Linked DNA regions of Mus musculus: region 1 is linked to region 2. Evidence: chromatin contacts called from public Hi-C data. All regions are on one chromosome and are shown on one strand. Each heading gives the region's core, a stretch centred on a gene start, on an enhancer-like site or on the middle of the called end of the contact. The rest is flanking DNA. Distances are from core to core; before and after follow the strand shown. Region 1 overlaps Eml4 (echinoderm microtubule associated protein like 4). Region 2 has its middle 9.4 kb from the start of Eml4.

Region 1 (6,904 bases), core at 2,019-4,518, 58 kb after region 2:
GTTAAGCTCCAGTTGTCCGTTTGACAGACTTGAGGAAAGGGAATTGCCCTTCAGATTGGCTTGTATATTTTCACTTTCTTAATGGCTAAGAGATGATGGAGGGTTCAACCTACTGTGGGTAGCAACATCCCTAGGTAGATGGGTGTGAGCTGTATAGGAAAGTTAGCTGAGCAAGCCAGGGGAAGCATATGCAGTTCTTGCCTTGGTTTCCCTTTAATAATGGACAGTAACTTGTGAGCTGAGGAAAAAAACAGCCTTTCTCTCCCCTGCACCCCCACAAAAAAGGGAAAACTAGGACTAATCCCCTTTCTCCAAAGCAGCCCATAATGCTTATAATTACCTGTAACTTTCTCCCCACCTTTCTGTATAAGATCTGACCATGGAGAAATTCTGGCCAATCTTACTTCATAGTAGATAACAAGACTCTTATTCCAAAGTGATCCCGTCATATACCTGGAAGGCAGGCAGGCAGGCAGGCAGGCAGGCAGGCAGGCAGGCCGGCCGGCCTAAGACAAAGAAGGATGGGCTTTGCTACATTCAGCTCGTACCCTTTTCATCCAATAGCATAATGACGGGGTATATTCTTCATTAAAAAAGAGTTTTCCTTGGGCCTTTGACTCTTCGGTATGAAGGTCTTCTTTCACATTAAGTTGATTAAGTAGATGTGTTATTCTTCTGCTGATCTTTCCTTAGCTGACTCTGTCTGTGGTGACAGGGAGGAAGAGACTGTTCCAGTCTCTCACGTCACTGTAGGGTATTAGCACTACACTTTTCATTTCTCATTTCTAATGAGCAGATTGCTGGGGATGAAAACATTTTAGGTTCTGGTACAAAAGCAGCTTGTGAAAATCAGGGTTTATTTGGGTTCCTGATGTGACGTTATGGTCTGTCATGGTGGGAAAGGCATGATGACAGTATCTTGAAGTAGCTGGTCACATTGCATCTACAACCAGGAAGCAGGGGGAAGTGTTGATACTCAAGTCTACTTGTTCCCTTTTATTTAATCCTGAACCCCAGCCCATGGAGTGTAAGTAGCTCCACCTACACTCAGGGAAGAAGGGTCTTCCTGTGTCAGCTCAGCTTAGAAATGCCGGCATCCAGAGGGTTTGTCTCCAGTGATGACCATGCAACTAACTGTCACAGTTCCTTTCAGCACCTTGTCCCCTTCTTCTTCCTTCTCTCGTCTTACCTCCCCTCTCTTCCTCCCTTTCCTCTGTTCCTTCTCTTCCTCTTCTCCTGTTCTCTTGCCACTGTTTCCAGCTCTCCCTCCTTTCTCCTGGGTTTCCTTCCCTCATTCCTTTCCCCTCTTCCTTCACTGCCCACTTCTCCTTTTCTTTTGATCCACAATCAGTCTAATTAGTGCTATGCCATACTCTGCCACTAGACCAGCCCTTTTCTTTGGCATCTTGAACAACTTTTAGATACAGTATTCATATACTTGAAAGAGTTTGTATAGGTCTTTCAGGAGGGATGTCCAACAAAGTAGATAGTAGATAGTTCTCAAACATAGTAACTAAGAGTAGGAGCCTAGCTTTCTGGCCCAAACTCAGATTTATTTGAGAAGAAAGAATTACCAATCTAATATAATCTATAAGTAAATTATTAGTACTCTTATCTTATCAAATTGATGTGGAGAAAAAGGTTGGTTGTGTCATACTGCAGAAGAGAAAGAAGTGGTTTTGCTAATCCTAGATAGAAAGCACTTCTTAACTTCAAGAGGCTGTCATCATGCAGTTTAAAGAACTATAGAACCAGCTGAAATTGGGAGGTTAAAGTTAACATACAACTGCTTCTGGCTCCCTGGGAATCATTATTAAGAATCTGAAGGCTTCCTAATTTGTGATGACTCAGACGCACTCCGCAGCTCACTTAAGTCTCATTAGTCTCTCCATTGCTTACCTATTGATGATCTGTACCAGTTGTTAATCAGAACAGTTGCTTTCTGAATTCTTATTGTAGAATACTCTTTTAAAGGCTCCCACTTTCCCACAAGGTTATTGGAAATAAATGTAGGTGGTTTTCCACATTCCACTTCTATCAGCTTACAGATTCATTGATCCTGTGTAGTCTCCTCTCCTTCACAGCTCTGCATGTTCCGTTTGGGTTACGGTTCATTTATTAACTATTTTTTTGTGTGTGAATGTGTTTATAGCAGTCATATTACTTGTGTTTATTTTGGGTTGGTATAGGTTTTTTGTAAATACAAAGTTTTAAAGTAACAAATTGAAGAAAATCCTCTGCCACCTTCAATACTTTTTTGTGAATCTGTTGTTTAGTTGACTTCAGAAGTGCTCACACAAAAAATACATTGTAACTCTTTCTCCCTTCCTCACTTCTTCCCCTCACCACCACTCCCCCCCCCCCTTCAGAGGTGCCTCTGTAATAACAGCCTCTCACATGAAAAAAAAACCATTATATTCATTGTCACCTGGCTTTACATGGTGTGAGACAGACTGAAATATCTCTGACTTTACGTTACTTGTCAGCATCAATGGTTTAAAATGAGTGTATACAAGCAGTCGTGAATTGTTTTATCTTATAGATTAATTGATACTACTATAGCTTGTAACATTTTAAAATAATTTTGAAAATGACTTAATTATGTTTATTAGTGAAATGGTTATATCATATATAGTCTAAATATTTAGGTTTTAAAATTAATGAAAAGTGATTATTCTTTATGCTCCAAGTGGGTTTCATTTTAAACAAAAGCAAAAGGAAGAAGGAAGTGTGACCTGCCACTGCACGCACAGTGTTTATTTTTATTTCCTACCCAAAAAAATGATCACTTTTGTACTTCTGAAGTGGTATTTATAGAAATGGTACTGTGTTGCAGTTTCAGAAGAAGGAGAACTTGGGTTTGGATTTGAAGCTGTGGATGAGGAGCAGCTGAAGCACCCAAGCCTCCAACCAGCCTCAAGCCAGCGCATGGCTGTGGCAATCACGTCTGTTAGCTGTCTCTGTGGCCTGAGGCAGTTCTGTTTCCTGTTTGCTTGCTCTCCTTCAGCTTCTTTGTGTCACTTTATCAATGAGCAGAAAACTTTTAGCTCAGAGAGCAAAGGGACAGGAGAGGGACTGTCTTAAGCATGTTTTACTTGTGTCAGCCTAGATGGGCTTTGTGATAGGCCATCTGGATGGAGAGGATTTCCTCAGAATGTCAAGTATGTCGTGAGATTTTGAGCTGGGGTTTTCTTGCAGTGTCCGGAAAGGCAGCAGGAAACAGGCAGAAATGCTAAGAGCGGAAGACAGCTTGCCAGTGGCTTCAGTGTGTGATTCCTGTATGTAGAAGAGTCCTGTCTGTCACACTTGACTTGCTTGAACAAAAGAGGCTGGAGGTGGGGACTAATCAAGATCCTGTTCTTCCCTGCACTCTTAAGTGTGCCCGAAAAGAATGGCATAAGTGTTGGCCTAAGTGCTCTGAGTACTTAAAACTGCTCACTTTATAACAAGTGTGTGCTACACGGTTTTCTTCTCCTAAGAAGCATACTCTTCTTAGATATTAATTAGATATTAATCCTTTCTCAAGAATAATATATTACATAAGTTAGTTATGTAATGTACTATTATCCTTGAGAAAAGAATAGAAAGCACTAGCTTTTCGTGGACAGCAATTTAAAATAGTGCCTCCTAAAAAATCAGATTGTATATTTCATCCTCAGTCAGGTCCAACCAAAGCCCTCATGGAAACAGAATTATCTGCACATATTTTAAATTTTGTATTGGATTAATGATAGAATAGTTACTATTTTTTTGAAACTAGGTACCATCCTTGGATTACAGTAGTAAAATGACCTTTTTTCATGTTTTTTTTTTAATTAAGATATTTATTTGTTTTATGTATGTATGCTCTATCTGCAATTATACCTATGTGCCAGAAGACGGGGCATCAGATCCCATTGTAATTGGTTGCAAGCCACCGCATGATTGCTGGGAATTGAACTCGGGGACCTCTGGAAGAGCAACCAATGCTCCTAACTGCTGAGTCATCTCTCCATCCCCCTTTTTCATTTTCTTAAACACAATTTTTTGTGTTATATGCTAGATGACTTTTAGTGACAATAGCTTACAAGGGAAAAGCAGTCTTTTTTAAAGTAGATAAGTGTGTCTCAGTGTTCTGTTGCTGTGAACCATGGCCAAAACAACTCTTCTGAAAGAAAGCTTGGAATGAGGGGCTTCCGTACTGTCTCAGAGGTTTAGTCAATTATGCTCATGGTGGGGAGTGTGATAGCATGCAGGCAGGTGCTGGAAAAGAAGCTGAGAGCACCTGGTCCTCCAGCAAGGCCACACCTCCTAAGTAGTGTCACCCCATGGTAACTAAGTATTCAAATATATGAGCCTGTGGGGACCATCCTTATTTAAACCACCCAAAGTATTATTTCACTTTCAAAATCAGAAAGGAGTCTTGCTTTTGTTATCATTGTATTGTTAAACAGAGGTAATGAATATTACTGATTACTACAAATTTAAAATACCTGAGTTTTAAAATATTATTTAGTTAAAAACTCTTCTTCTAGAAGATTTTTACTTCGGAAATAAGATATTCAGATTAGTAAGAAACATTAAACCCTGCCCGAGTGTGTCTATATGTGCATTTGTGTTTCCAGCATAGACCTTTTCCTTTGGTTTGTTGTTTTGTTTTTAAATTTGTTTATTTTATGTGTATGAGTACACTGTGGCTGTCTTAAGACACACCTGAAGATCTTATTACAGATGAGCCACCATGAGGTTTCTGGGAATTGAACTCAGGACCTCTGGAAGAGCAACCAGTGCTGTATGTGTGTGTGTGTGTGTGTGGTGTGTGTGTGTGTGTGTGTGTGTGTGTGTGTGTGTGTGTGTGTGTGTGCGCGCGCGCGCGCACGCTTTCCTTACAGTTATTTCCTGGAATTAATCTTAGCTATTGCAGAATGCAAATTGGCATTGACTCTTTGATATAGAGTTACATCATTTCTGACTCTCTGCAGACGTATTTAATGACAACCCAGTCCGGTTAATAGTCAAACAATAAAGGTAAGTTGCTGGGTGATGAAGAAGTGCCTCTGCCAGTAGGGAAAAAACAAACTTCTGTATCTCTTTCTCCTTTTTTCCCCCTGTTCCACTAACTGGCAAATTAGTTATAGATTTTGTTGTGTCTTTAAGAGGAGGTATTTGAAGGCCTTGGAGTACTTTGTAATGATTCCATACCTCTCGTTACTGGTAATATGCATTGAATATCATATTTATAAGTTTACAGAAGGATTTTCACTTAATTGAACAAAAAAGTCCATAACATAATTTTACTTTACTCTTTGGGGTCCCTCCAAGCCTCATGCCAGCAGAGGAAGGATTCTCTGTGCAAGAAGGAGACCCTGGTCAGCGCTCCTCAGTAGCTGGTGCTAGTTCAAACTTCCAGTCTTGACACTAGACAGTTAATCTTAGACATATTTAAGTACAGTACAGTACAGTTTGGGAGAAAAGTTTCCTGGTAACAATGATCTCAACCCCACGTTCACAAAAAAACTTAAAGTGTAAAACTCTTTTGTCAAGCACATTTGACTTGTAGAGTGAAGATGGGTTCTGTAAGGGCCTGGGATCTGGTGTGCTGTCTGACTGAGACAGCTTAGAGGAGAGCAGGCTATCACGTGACATTCCCTACTAAGGGTGGTGTATTGTCTAAGAAACAGCGCTTAAGATAAAGCTCTGGGGAGGGAGAGTCTGGGATAAACGTACTAATCTGGGATCCCTGAGCTATCTATTCCCAGCCTCCTGGGTGGAAGGCATGCCTATGTATCCTCCTGTTGAAGAGACCAGCCGTGTGCTCAACAGCCCTGGTTTCTCTAGTCCTTATCTGTGAGCAGGAGGACCTCAAAAGTACTCTTTACAAAACTTTTTTGTGTGTGTGGCAGGGTGGTGCTTGCACACTCCTTTAATCCCAGCACTTGGGTGACAGAGGCAGGTGGATCTTTGTGAGTTTGAGGCTAGCCTGATCTACAGAGTTCCTGGATAGTCAAGGCTACATAGAGAGAAACCATCTCCTAAAACCACAAACAAAAAATTACTTTGCTTACATTTTTTTTATAGGAAATTCATCTGAAAATTCTCTGAAATCCTATTTCCCAGAGACTTGTTCCTGCATTTCCGTGTGTTTACCAACTGAAACCACTCTGCACAGACAGACACTACAGCATTGATGCTGAGCTGCAGGGTTTCCTCTACAGTGTGTTCGTTCTGTAGTCAGCATATGTTTGTGATTATAAATATGCACTGGCCTTTTTATGATCTGTGTGGCATGCCACAATATAGTGACTTATTTGATTAACACCTGCTGACTGTCATTTGGGCTGTACAGTTGTTAAACTGTATGTGCTGTTTTAATGGTTTCTCCAAGTTCTTACTCTGGACATTTCTAGTGTTCTTGTGTAATCTGCCATTACTCTTCTGTCTGGCATTTTAGCCAGGAGTGATGGCACACACCTTTAATCTCAGCTCTTAAGGAGATAGAGACTGGTAGGTCTCTGAATTTGAAGTCAGCCTGGCAATTTATATTGTATGTCTTCTCATAGATGGACTTTTTTAAAAATAGACACATAATAGATCTAAGGGTCATATTATTAACAACTATGATTTTTTTAAAAATCCTCCCAATTTTCTTATTTGTATGCTATAAAATCTCAGGGCTCTTTGGGAATACAACTTCATTTCTTTCTTTTTGGAATTTAATTTGCAAAAGTAATTACATTATCACACATAAAAAAATAAATATAATCTGTTCATCTCACCCTATCTTTTATAGAAGAGAAAATCACTCCCACCCTGCACAGATATGCGTAAAATAGTATTTGGTACGGTTGCAATTTTCCTCACCAAGATCTATGTACTCAAACCTCAGCCCGTTTTTTTCATTGGTCATTTGTAATAGTTCCTTTTC
Region 2 (7,429 bases), core at 794-3,293:
AGATACAGTGCTATATACTTACAATTATACAGTATATATAATTTTTTTCATATCAATGTGCACTTAAGTCTCCTCTGTATGGCTTCACTTGTGTGTGTGCACGCACATGAGTGCTTTCTATAAAACAAGGCTTTACTCATCCTCAGCAACTAGAGAGAGGCTAGCCCGGTGGTGCCTCAGTGGAGGATGCTGTCTGTGGTCTTGAGCTTCTGCCTTTCTGTCTCAGTCTGCTTCAGCTCATCTTTCCTTCTGCCCAGGGGGTTTTAGGTAACTGTAGGCCAAGCCAGGGACCAGAGCAGAGTATTGGCCATGCTTGATGAGGGGAGAGACTTGAACGGGAGGCACCTTCTTGTCGGTGACCTTCTGAACACCTATCTATGTACCTTTTTAAAACAGAGTCCCAAGTAGCCCAGCCTGGCCTCCAGTTTACCATGTAGCCGAGGTTGAGTTTGAAGCTATGCTCCTCATGCCTCGACCCTCTCTACAGTTGGGATTACAGGTGTGCAGTGCCACACCCAGTTTCCGTAGTACTAGGGATTGAACCTGTTACTCTAGGCTTGCCAGGCAAGCTATTAAGTGTGAGCCACATGCTCTGTGCCCTGTGCCTGCCAGCCCCATGTCTTCTCATGGCTCTGTAGTTCACTTCTTTGCTAGAAATGGTATTTAGTTTGTCCTTTCATCTGCTGGAGGAGATCTGGGATGTTGCCAGGCCTGGGGCAATTAGAAATAAAAAAACGGCTGAAGCTGGGTGTGGTGGTGCCTTTAATCCCAGCACTCAGGAGGCAGAGGCAGGCGGATTTCTGAGTTCGAGGACAGCCTGTTCTACAAAAGTGAGTTCCAGGACAGCCAGGGCTAAACAGAGAAACCCTATCTAGAAAAACAAACAAACAAACAAAAAAACAGCTGCAAGCATCCTTGCACAGACGTTATGGGGTGTACTAAATTTTAAATATTCCTATTCTTATACACAGTTATCAACTTATATCTCTGCCTTTGGGAAATGCCTGCCATGATTTTCTATGCCAACATTTCTAAACCTGTGGTGTGGCCACCATAAAGACCCCTGTTTCGCACTGTATTATGGATAAATGAGATCAGCAACCCCAAGATGTGCTCTCTACAACTTTAACTCTGAAGGACCTTGAGCTCTTCTGTAGGTCTTGCCTGGGTAAAGCCCGCTTCACTGTGAACTGTGTGTCTGGTCATACCATGTTTCACAGGCTGGGTCAAAAGTGCTGCTTGTTGTGGGATGAAACTTTCAGTTTCAAAATAAAATCTATACAGCCAGCACATAGAATAGCATTCAACTTGTAGATTTGTCAACGCTTGAAGTACCACAGTTTAATTATAGAAATGCCTTATTTGAAATGTTCATTTACTTAGATGCAAACATACACACACACACACACCACATTCAAATAATAAAAATAGCAGGGTGGTGATGACATATGCCTTTAATTCCAGGCCTTGGGAGGCAAAGATCAGTGGATCTTTCTGAGTGCAAGTCCAGCCTAGTCTACAGAGTTAGCTATAAGATAGCCAAGGCTACACAAAGAAGCCCTATCTTGAAAAACCAACCAACCAAACAACCAAACAAAGTAAAAAATTTAAAAATAAGAAAAGTGGAAAGTCCCCTTCTAACGGGGAGGACTTCACTGCCAGTCTCTGCCTTATTAAACACACTAAATGGAACAAGCAAAGCTGTATGCTGAGGAGAGACGTGTGAAAAGCTTTGTGGCTGTGTCTACAGGCATGACCCATGTGCATCGTGCTTGCACGCGCTCACACAATACAACTATCCTTAAAGGGGACGACCTACTCCAGCTCAAATGACTGATTTTATATCTTGGTTTTTAATAAAATGATTCCCAGACTGCTTAATGGCAAAGGTATTGCTTTATCATACCCACAAGGACCCTGAAGTTACAGCCACAGTTGTTACTGCTCTAACAACACCACGGTGGGCGGGAGGAGCTTGCCTCTCCAGTTTGCATGCAAAGGGACGGGCTTCCTGCCTGCGCCCACTAGGGAAACTCTATGAGCTTGAGTTACACCTAGGAAAGACGTAAGGTAAGGGCGGGAACCTCTTTAATCTTATGGGCGTAGACCAGGTCTGCACTCAGGAAACCATGTATCCCTTCTTACAGTTCTCAAAGCTGGGATCCTTACTCATAGGCTACTGATACTTGGAGAATGATTTCAAAGAATAGAAAACAAGCTATTGTTGTTATTATTTATGACAGTCAATATCTAACTATGATTGTTTTTTTGTTTTTTGGTTTTTTTTTTTGTTGTTGTTGTTGTTTTTTTGGTAAGAGATTGTAAGAGTTTGGTAATAATTTGATACTGTGTTTGGTTTTTTAGTTCTTGAATTTAAAATTTGGTGTTTGGGGCTGAGGAGACAGCTCAGAGCGTAAACTGCTGACCCCACAAGTGTGAGGAGCCCAGAGCCCCAGGTAAAAAAGCCAGACACTCAAGTTTGACCTCTGATCTCAACACTCACATGCAGGTTCAACCCCATGAACATGCACATATACATACACACATACACAAGAAAAGGGAGGGAGGGAGGGAGGGAGGGAGGTGGGGGGAGGATTTGGTGCCATCAATACTGGATATTCCAAAGATTCTCAACTGAGATATCTATCAGGGAGCTGGAGAGATGGCTCAGCAGTTAACAGTACTGGCTGGACTTCTAGAGGACCCAGGGTTCAATTCCCAGCACCCACATGGCAGCTCACAGCTATCTGGAACTCCAGTTCCTGGGATCTGTAACCATCACACAGGCATACATGCAGGCAAAACACCAATGAACATAAAATAAGAATAAATAATTTAAAAGAGTAAAAGAGAGATAGATGCTTTGCAGGAGCCTGTAACCGGGTGGCAGGCTCCGTCCACACCCTCTTGCCGCCTATCCTTGTGTCTAACCTCATGCCTGCTCTCGGTTGTCGGATATCGGAGCTCCTTCAGCTTCTGCAGTCAGCCTGTTTCCAGGCCCTCGCAGAGTTTTTCTCCTAATTATTTCTATGACTTAGCCCCAACTCCCACCCTAAATATGAATTCCACATTTGAAGCCATGCACTGGAGACTTCACCAAGCCTAAGTCTGTTTAAAACGAAAGGCGGAGTTTGTACCCACTCAAGGGTTCTCCACTGCAAACAACAGAAACCCACTCTGGCTAACTCAGGCAGAGAAGAAACTCACTGAGAGGGTATCAAGTGGCCTGCTCGTTGGCAGGAAAGTTGGAAGAACAGCCACAGGAAGCTGGCAAGAAAACCCAGGAAGTCTAGGGCACAGAGAGCAAGGCCAACTTCACCTACGGACAGAAGCGGGTGGGGACGCTGCGCTGGTATTTGCTGTGGTCGCCGCCCCCCAACATTATCACGGAGATTCCTCGCTTTCTCAGTCCCTTTTTAAGCTCCATGCCGCTCTCTCGCTTATACTATACAAATGGCTTAGGTCACGTGCCTGGGCCCCAGCTGCCAAAGATAACCTCTGACTCCCCTCAGCTTCCCACAGAAAGAAATTAATCGCTGTATATTTTCATCTTCATTTTTCTCCTGTCCCTAGCTTCCCACTTTCAGTAAATGCTACCACCATTCTTTCCATGGCCAGGAACCTGGGGGACCCTCCTTTATGCCTTCCTCCTTACTCAGTTCCGGGAGGCCACCAGCCAAGCGGGCCAGCAAGGGATCTGTGCATTGTTTTCCTTCACCCTATTTTCTTCTGGATGTTTCTGCAACTGCTCTCCGGCCAGCGACATCCCTACTCAATCCTAATTGGATTCCACACTTCCACTCCCTCCTCCCGTTTATCCACCCACAGGTTAATCTCCACAAAGCAGTTCTTTGATCACACCACTGTTTCTCAAACTGTATTGCTGAGAAGTGCTTCACCTGGGCGTCCACAGAGTTCCAGGAAACCCCCAAAGACACAAAAGGCGAACAGGTGCCTTGAGAAGAACTTGGCCTTTAGAAGCAAACTGATATGGGTTCAAATTTTGATCCCTCCCCAACCCCCTCCCCCCTTTTCTAGTCCCTACACTTTCAGGTTCCTCTTCCCGGTCTGAAGAGTCGGAATAATGAGATCCATCTCGTGAGGGCATCCGTAAGTCATCACTTTGAAAGTTTAAATGGCGGTACACGTTGTATTTAGGTTGCAACATCACCCACACCGATGCTTACAATGGACAATATTCAACTTCAGACCTGTCTAGTTCAAGATGGTTCAGTACGGTTGTCATCACTCTGGGTTCAGCACAGGCAGGTTAGGATCAGCACGCTACATGTTTTGGGGGGGAGGGGGGGCAAGCAGCAAACTAGTCATCATTTATAGCCCTGTTCCTAATTTCAAACAACTGACTTACAAATGACCTTTCGGGAATATTTTATTTGCAAGGAGAGAGCTTCCTGTGTAATTACCTTTGAGAATTAAATCCCCCTAGTTGGCTGCTTTCCATCCTAACGTTGATGTTTGAAAATACTTTCTTGTAGAATTTTAATTTTGTAAAAGGCTGCTTGTGAATCCCCAAAGGGGCAAAGAGCCAGTGTGCCTGACAGACACCTGAAAATTATTAACTATTATCTCTAAGGCTTGCCCAACGTCTGTTAAAATGCTGAAGCTCAAGCACATAAAAAGGAAACTTTAAAGCTGATTCTCTAACGGACAGGTTTGGTTATTGGTTCAACACGTTCAGACCCCACTCCTCGGCATCACGGCTAAGTCAGCACTGGGAGAAAGCCCCAGGAGATTCTCTTCCCTGAGCTAATCAGAGATGGCACCATTAGGGTTGCCAACATTAGGTTCAGTTGGTGTCCATTCATTTACTCATGAATCCCTGAAACAACGACCCACCCCCACCCCCACCCCCTCCCCCTCCCCCTCCCCACACACCCACCCGTGCAAGGCATGGCTAGCAAGCCACAGGATAGATCTCAGCACTTACCCAGACCTTGCAGCACGGCTCATCTCTTCCTTTGGAAAGCAGGTAGGACTTGAGAAGTCTTAGATGAAAGACAACACTCAAGTCAACACTGGTAGTAATCATGGAGTAAGTATATTTTATTATATATTTATTATTATTTGTTTATCTATCTATTTAGGTTTCTCTGTGTAACCCTGGCTGTCCTGGAACTTACTCTGTAGATCAGGCTGGCCTTAAACTGACAGAGATCCACCTGCCCCAACTCCCGAGTGCCAGGATAAAGGTGTGTGCCAACCTCACCTGGCTAGTTTCATTTTTTAAAAAAATATTCAAACAATAAAATTCAAGGGGCTGAAAAGATAGCATTCCTTTACAAAACAATTTCTCTTGACACTAAAAAGAATTTCAGAGAGAAAAGCAAGCACACAAACATTTATAGTTACTTTTGAAGGACATCAAACAAGAGAGAGAGTAAAACAAAGAGGTCAGCAAAGGAGGCTGTGGTTTTATTTCCAGCTGTGAGCTTTGACAGCAGGTCATGTGTGTCCTCGCAAGTATTCTGCAGCTCTTCTCACGACGACGACGTTCTTATTTGGACCCAGAGGAAGGTAACTAGGCATAGAGTCAAACTTCTCATTTTAGCCAGGCATCGTGGCACAGGCTTTCTACCCAAGTATTTGGGAGATGGGAGCAAAGGATCGGAAGTTTAACATCATCTTCAGTGACACAGAGAGTTTGAGGCCAGCCTGTATTGACTGAAACTCTGTCTAAGAAAGGGAGAAAGAGAGAAAGAAAGAGAGAAAGAAAGAGAGAAAGAGAAAGAAAGAGAGAAAGAAAGAGAGAAAGAAAGAGAGAAAGAGAAAGAAAGAGAGAAAGAAAGAGAGAAAGAGAGAAAGAAAGAGAGAAAGAAAGAGAGAAAGAAAGAGAGAAAGAAAGAGAGAAAGAGAGAAAGAAAGAAAGAAAGAAAGAAAGAAAGAAAGAAAGAAAGAAAGAAAGAAAGAAAGAAAGAAAGGAAGACCACATCTTAAGTCTTTGTACTTGGCATAGCTGTATATAACATATGTAATACTTGAGCTCATGAAAAATGGTGCATATATTATTTTGTTTAATTAAATTGTTAATTTGAACAAGATGCTTCAGCTGGTAAAAGGCACCTACAGCCAAACCCTGTGACCTGAGTTAATCCTTAAGACCTACATGGTAGAAGGAAAGAACCAACCTGAAACTTCTCCTCTAACACTTGGGTGCATTAGCGCGCGCGCACACACACACACACACAGGAGTACACTCTAAATACAGAATAATAAAACATTTTAATTGTACTTAAAGGTCTCTAAGTGAAAATAATCTAAGGATAAATTCCCTTTTAAGGTGACCAACCTACATGATTCTATTGAGAAGAAAACAAAACAAACCCCTCCAAAGAATTATCCCCAACAACTTTGCATCCAGTAATTAGCAACTGTCTCATTCATTTGGCGTTCTAAGTGTGTTTCCTGTTTAATGGTAATACCTTGCTGCATGATCGTTTCGAAAGACTAATGTCAAATGTTTTGCTTCATTATAGCTGCTGGGGCAGTTTGCAACATCTCGTTGGAGAAATATAAAATGGGCAAATTTATGCTGGTGGCTTGACAGCAGCTGGGCGTTGGATGTTGGGTTGGTGACCTTAGCTTGACTAGGTTCCATGCTAATCATTACTGTTTACTACTGAATAGACTAGAGGACATACTGGTGAGCAGAGGAGACGTGTGACTGCTTGTGAAACTGCAGCAGCAGTAGTGCTCCCTGAGACCTGTTCTGGCGGCTTTATCTGGATCAGCACACTATCTTCTCAGCATCTACAGGTCACAGAGATGTGACCATCACATGCTTCGGATGGAATCCTGAAGTGCAGGAATTAGATACTGTGTCTAATCTTCCTTACCTGGTAAGTGATAGAGCTGAGATTAGAAGTTAGAAGTCTAATGTTACCGTTCTGGAGTCTGGGTGCATTTGTTGTGGTTTGGTTTGTTGGTTTGTTTTTAAGACCATTTATCACATAGCTCAGCATGGCCTCTGGTTTACCATACAGCCAATGGTGACACTGAATTCTTTTTTTTTTTTTAAAGCAGAATTGAATTTTTAATGACACTAAGCACATATAGCAAAATTGTAAGTTTATGAATTCTTTCCCCATGATTCAATAAAGTTGTTATTTTTTATTACGTATTTTCCTCAATTACATTTCCAATGCTAGCCCAAAAGTCCCCCATGCCCTCACCCCCACTCCCCTACCCACCCATTCCTACTTTTTGGCCCTGGCGTTCCCCTGTACTGGGGCATATAAAGTTTGCGTGTCCAATGGGCCTCTCTTTCCAGTGATGGCCGACTAGGCCATCTTTTGATACATATGCAGCTAGAGTCAAGAGCTCCGGGTACTGGTTAGTTTATAATGTTGTTGCACCTGCAGGGTTGCAGATCTCTTTAGCTCCTTGGATACTTTCTCTAGCTCCTCCATTG

The links. A called contact is a pair of places that touch in the nucleus more often than the background predicts.
Region 1: a Hi-C map of centroblasts shows a contact between it and region 2, with 2.3 times the contacts expected there. The contact joins two enhancer-like sites. A contact is called at or near these places in 5 of 39 promoter capture datasets (the C10 cell line, the HPC-7 cell line, embryonic stem cells and 2 more), 1 of 15 datasets of contacts at CTCF or cohesin (CD8 T cells), 11 of 484 Hi-C or Micro-C datasets (B cells, CD8 T cells, CD8 central memory T cells and 7 more) and 2 of 115 datasets of contacts at active chromatin or transcription factors (bone marrow-derived macrophages and embryonic stem cells).

What each region holds. Positions count from the first base shown.
Region 1 is chr17:83,394,678-83,401,581 of GRCm38.p6, forward strand. The region is part of intron 1 of Eml4 (echinoderm microtubule associated protein like 4); the gene reads left to right. Among named protein-coding and RNA genes, the nearest start is that of Eml4, 47 kb to the left of the region's middle. Within about 2 kb of position 3,269, at least 147 of the 459 cell types and tissues checked have an H3K27ac peak or open chromatin away from gene starts, as enhancers often do. A contact at or near this core is called in B cells, centroblasts and centrocytes, where this site is marked.
Region 2 is chr17:83,337,853-83,345,281 of GRCm38.p6, forward strand. No RefSeq gene overlaps it. Among named protein-coding and RNA genes, the nearest start is that of Eml4, 9.4 kb to the right of the region's middle. Within about 2 kb of position 2,044, at least 20 of the 459 cell types and tissues checked have an H3K27ac peak or open chromatin away from gene starts, as enhancers often do. A contact at or near this core is called in B cells, centroblasts and centrocytes, where this site is marked.